Linked DNA regions of Anser cygnoides: region 1 is linked to region 2. The links are chromatin contacts, called in public Hi-C maps. All regions are on one chromosome and are shown on one strand. Each heading gives the region's core, a stretch centred on a gene start, on an enhancer-like site or on the middle of the called end of the contact. The rest is flanking DNA. Distances are from core to core; before and after follow the strand shown. Region 1 has its middle 13 kb from the start of CABLES1. Region 2 has its middle 39 kb from the start of GATA6.

The links. A called contact is a pair of places that touch in the nucleus more often than the background predicts.
Region 1: a Hi-C map of liver shows a contact between it and region 2, with 11 times the contacts expected there. The contact joins two enhancer-like sites. A contact is called at or near these places in 2 of 7 Hi-C or Micro-C datasets (both in liver).

The regions. Positions count from the first base shown.
Region 1 is chr2:113,942,127-113,944,826 of Taihu_goose_T2T_genome, reverse strand. No RefSeq gene overlaps it. Among named protein-coding and RNA genes, the nearest start is that of CABLES1, 13 kb to the left of the region's middle. Within about 2 kb of position 1,421, at least 2 of the 3 cell types and tissues checked have open chromatin away from gene starts, as enhancers often do. A contact at or near this core is called in liver, where this site is marked.
Region 2 is chr2:113,649,326-113,652,025 of Taihu_goose_T2T_genome, reverse strand. No RefSeq gene overlaps it. Among named protein-coding and RNA genes, the nearest start is that of GATA6, 39 kb to the left of the region's middle. Within about 2 kb of position 1,360, at least 2 of the 3 cell types and tissues checked have open chromatin away from gene starts, as enhancers often do. A contact at or near this core is called in liver, where this site is marked.

The sequences.
Region 1 (2,700 bases), core at 172-2,671, 290 kb before region 2:
TCTGAATGCCACCCATCAGCTGTATCACAGCCTTGAGTGAGCTGGATGATTTGTTGTGCTTTGTGCATACGTTGTAATTAAGTCACTAGGCAAGAGCGTTGTTTTTTTCTCTATTTTTAGTTTGTTTTGTTTGTGTTTTAATTATTATTATTTTTTTGGAGCCAAATTCTAAAGTCCATGTTTAGGGCCGCACACACTCAAATTTCCTTTAATTCTTGATAGGGGGAAAAAAACTGAGTCATGACCTTACAGTCCGAATGCGAGCAAACAATCTGTTACGGCAAACACACGGGGGGAAAAAAAACAATGATTCAAGGCAACAAGATCCTCAACTTGAGATCATCATTTTCACAAAGGCAGGGGGTAACAGCTGTCTGGTGATCACGGGATTAGATCTTTCCGCTGTTCCTGGAGTGACCTTAAATAAAACCCCCGATGCCGGCATGGCCGAGGCAGGCAGGGGCGGCGGGGATAAATCCCCGTGCAGCCCTTCGCAGCGTGCCGGGGCAGCAGCAGTGCCCATGCTCCCGGCTTTGGGGAGGTTTCTGGAGCTTTCACTTCTCACCCACGTTTGTGGATTTGTGCCATTAGGTCCAGAGCCTGGGGATTTAAACAGCCCCCCTCGTGCCGCGGTTATTTTGCTAAAATCATAGGCGAGAGGTCCCTGTCCCGCTGAAGGTGTAACTGAGAGGCATTACGAACACAGGGCTTACTTCCAAGATGTCTGTCTTTTTTTTTTTTTTTGGTTAAAAAAAAATCCTTGGATTTATGAAGCTTATTTTGTGCTAGATGTAAAAACACGCGTTCTTCCAAGCATGCAGCATGAATGAAAGTGAGCACTGAATTATGCTGACCTTTCAATTCGAAATTTTCCACCGGGTACGATTCCAGGACAAATATTGATTGAACGATCTGTGTGTGTGTGAAGTGTGGCCTGACACCCAGTGCGACCTTCCTCCTCCCTGCCTGATCACCAGCGGTGGCTTTAAGCTTCCTTTTGTACCAAAAACTCGTTTCATAACTGAGTTCCCCCGCTCTTTGGAACCCGGGTTTCTGTGTTTGTTTGCTCACTGAGCTGAAGTCTGTCAGGATATTTCTCTGTTTGGTTTCGTTGTTAGCTTTGTTGCCGTCCGAAATGGCCCGGGGCTGGTTTGTTCAAGGCTATTTTTCTGGGAGAGCTAGCAGAGGGTTTCGTGCTCTGCATGTTCGCCGGTGTCACCACGTGTGATTTTTGCCCCATTATGTGCTGCTCGCCCGCTCAGGCCAGAGGCACGTTGTGTTTGCACACGCGCTGGGCTCCGCTGCTTGTAGCATCCAAGTCTGGGAAAATGTCTTCCTGATGGGAGATTTTTTCCCTGAATTCTCATATTTGCAATTCCTATAGAAAATTATGTATTTTTTTGAGGTCACAAGAGAGCAATTTTCAAAATTGCTCTTAAAGTTGTGGAAGAAGGATGGCATTGAGCCCCTCCTCAAACTGCGCTCTGTTTTTGGAGTAGAAACAAAGGCACGTATGCCTGTTGTGGTATAGCAGGTTCCTCCAGCGAGGACAGATTTGGTCCCCAGCAAGTACTTTGCAGCAATGCAATCTGCCTTGGCAGGGACAGTGCAAAGGCCACGTGCACCTTCTGCACTCCCTGTAGCACTGATCCCGCAGGATGGCACTTTGCATGGGTGAGTCGGGCCTCCAATGATATATATATATATGCTATGTATATATATGCTATATATATATGCTGATATTTTTAGATGCTGCTGATTTTTTGGGATTCGGGGCTCACAGAGGCGATGTGGCAGGTAGAGAGGGAAGGGGGTCAGGGCCGCCAGCTTGGCCAAAGCTGGGGAAATGCTGGGTGCAGTAGAGGAAAGGCATGTGGATGAGACACTCTTAGGGATGCTCTTTATTAGAGGGAAAGAATAAAAATATGATAATTGACATTATAATTGGTTTTCAAAAACCCAGAGAGCAAGGAGCATGCCAGGAGGCTTCCCAGAGGAAAGCTAGGGTGGGAGCTGGAGCCTGGATTTATTTGTCCTTCATTCATGCCCTCACAAAAACTACCGATGTCCAGGCCTCCAGCTCCCACCAAGGATGTGCGCATCCGTGGAGCACACGTTGCTGCCTTCTGACCCTTATAAGAACCAGTATTATTTCTTCTCATGTTAATGAGAAATATTCATAGTGGTTTCTTCTAAGATTATGATTCTTACTTCTATATATAATATATATTTAAAATATAAACACATACAGACTATATATATGCATGCATATATATATATCTATATATCCCTTCCCCCCTCCCCGTTTTCCTTCTCTTCTCACAGACCAAACGGTCCCAGGGAGAGGACAGCAACTTTCCATCACAAATGCTTTTCCTGTGACTGTTTCTTGTTTTCTGAGCCTGCCACATGAAAGTAGACATAATATTTTCATTTGTCTATAAATAAACAGAAATCTGACTTCCAGAAAGCGTTAGCGCAGCAAGTCGAGTGTCAAGGCAGAAAGGCCCTCATGTTCTCCACTGCTGAGCCCCGCCGTGTACCCCGAGGTTGTGCTGGGACCCGGGGATGTTCATGAGGAAACACAGACACCCCCAACCTAAAATACAACAGCGAGGCCTGGTTGTGGAAGAGACAGGTCCTAAAACAAGGCCTAGGAAGCTGCTTTCACCGTGGCTTTTTCTGTATTCCTTCTTTCAG
Region 2 (2,700 bases), core at 111-2,610:
AAACAGGAAAATGTTGAGAGAGTATCAGAAGTTTCTCCAAGAAATTTCTTCTTCCAAAGATGAGCTCTGAAATTTCTTCTCCTCTTTATTTTCATCTACATATTTTCAGCTTAGGTATTTCTTTTTTTGCAAGTAGCCATGCAAATGCTTAGCAGCTCCTGAGGGCACGTGAAACCCAACTCACCCCTTAAACTCCTCAGAGACAGCACTCAGTAATGCGAAGTATGAGATGATTACTTATTATATTCACACACCATCATGTAATTAAAACTTTATCTGAAGAAGAGAGAGGGGAAACCTCAGAGTTGATTTCATGTGGCTATCAGTGAAAATTTTTAATTGCTGTTATGTCCGCTCACATTTTTTCATACGTACTTCTAGGGTACAGTGAGGGGAAAGCTCACCACTGTAGCATGCCATTCACAGCATGGTATGAGGTTAGTTTTTTTTTTCTTTCTTTCTTTCTTTCTTCCTTTTTTTTTTTTTTTTGCAAGTGTTTCACATTTTTCCAATAGATGTGGGCAAAGTTTTGTGTAATTTTCCAGTGACCTTGATTATGCAATTCTGTGTGGCTGCTGCCCCAGGCGACATCAAAGATGCCACTCTTGTTATCAGGTCGTGGGCAGCCCCAGGGTGCTAGGGACACCCTGAGGGCACCTGGCCATGCCAGGGGCAGATGGCCCTCCATCCTGCCTTGATTGATGAGCTTGACCTGGGGAAACTCTTATTGCTCCTACTCCACTCTTTTTTTTAAAGCAGGTTAAAGCTGGCAGGCATAAATCTCACAGAGGCATCATCAGACAGGTGATCATACCCCCAAAACTCAAGGTATTTACGCCCCCCTCCAAATAGAGAGGGTGGTCCCAACCCAGCTTATCACATGCTTACCTCCAAACGGGGGCTCTAACCCCACTGAAGTCAAAGGGTTAAACTGGGCCTCCTTTGAAGTCTGCAGTGCAAACCTTCATCCCAACCGGGCCGTTCCTCCCCCCAGCGCTAAGTGCTTTGATGAATCAGCGCTGAAGCACCCAAACGAGGTGCAAAGCAACATCTCCTCCCTAGCATGGCAGGCCCAACCCTCACGAAGGATGATGGAGCTGTGGCCAGGGCATGGCCCTTCCACGCTTGCTCTCAGGGCCCATCATGGATAACAGTGGGAAATCCCACATGTGTTAAATCCACGATCCTCTCCACAGCCTGGCCACCATCACACAACTAAGGGTGACGACCTTGCAGAGGCCATCAGAAGGAAGCAGCACGGGAGTTACTGGTCTTGCTCAATAAACTCGCCAACCTCACTGTCAGCAACGGGTTACAGGAACGGGAGAAACCAACAGCAGATCAGAAGTGCGAAAATGCTGCTAATGTTGCAAAAAAAAACCCTCCCATCACAGATGGATTATTTTTAACTGTTACCATAATTTAAACCTCACCCCCCCAAAAGGCGAAAGTCACCTACACCCAGAGTTTCAGATGGTTCAGTGTTAGATATTTCCGGGGTAGGACCTGGAAAACCAACCTACGAGAGGTTTCTACCCGCTTCTCTTTGAGTACTCCTCTCCATTTTTTGTTCCCTTTTCCACAATTTCTTTTCCTTGCAAGCCTGGGAGGAAGGTTTGAGCAACCAGGTGATCTGTCTCCCAAGTGTTTGGTGTGATGAAGCGGAGAGGAATGGAAATCACCCACTCATCCTGGATTTTCAGAATTGCTTTGCTTTGCATCATGTTTCCTGCTACACCAGTAAAGAAGCATCTTTTTTTTTTTTTTTTTTTTTTTTTTTTTTTAAAGCAGAAAACTGAGTGAAAAATAAGAAGGAAGAAAAAAGAAAAGATAAGCTCTGGTCAATCAAGCCCCAGCTCTCTTGTCTCCAGTTTGTGATATGTTTTATGATCTCAGACACAACAGATTGTGAGCCTGCAATGTTTGGAAATGGTAGATGATTAAACCTTCTGGCCAGGTGTAAATGCAACCTTTGTCTTCTGCTCACTGTGTGAGAATCACCTTCCTTCTCAAAGTCCCCGGCTGGCCCTGGTCTCATCAGTGTTACAAACATCCCCTGCCTGGAGTCACAGCCACCATGCACTGCCACTTTATTTCTAATCTATAAATGCACCAATGCAATCCATACCACCTGAATTTTCCTGAGCTACAGAAAAGAAAAAAAAATGCCAAGCAAGCTACTAAAAATTTGAAAGAATGTGGCCTGTGAGTTTTTCTACTTCTTCTGCTGGGGGGATTTTGTACCAGGTAAATAATAAAAAATGTGTAATGATTGACTAGGCTTTTAAACCTGAACTGAAGGTAAGTTTGTCTTGCTGTTCCAGTTAAATATTCTCACTAGCCCCCTTCTCTTTCTCCAGTTTATCATGCCACAAAGTCCCTTTCAGCCTGATTCATTCTTTATTCTTTAGAAATTTGGGCAACAGTCAAATCTGACCTTTAGAGCCATAAACAAATTAAATTGTTTCACAACCAAATAATACGAAACAATATTGAATAGCTCAGCTTCCGCCGAGTTTCCTCTTAAAGAGAAAGAAGCCCCAGAACAGCACGACACCGAAAAATGGAAGATAGAGAGATGGAGCACGAGTGATGGGGAAACACTGGAGCACAAGTGGTGTTCATACAAGCGATGGGGAAACACTGGGGTCTGGCTCCGGACTGGCAGACACCAGCACTTGGGAAGATGCTGTCAGAAGC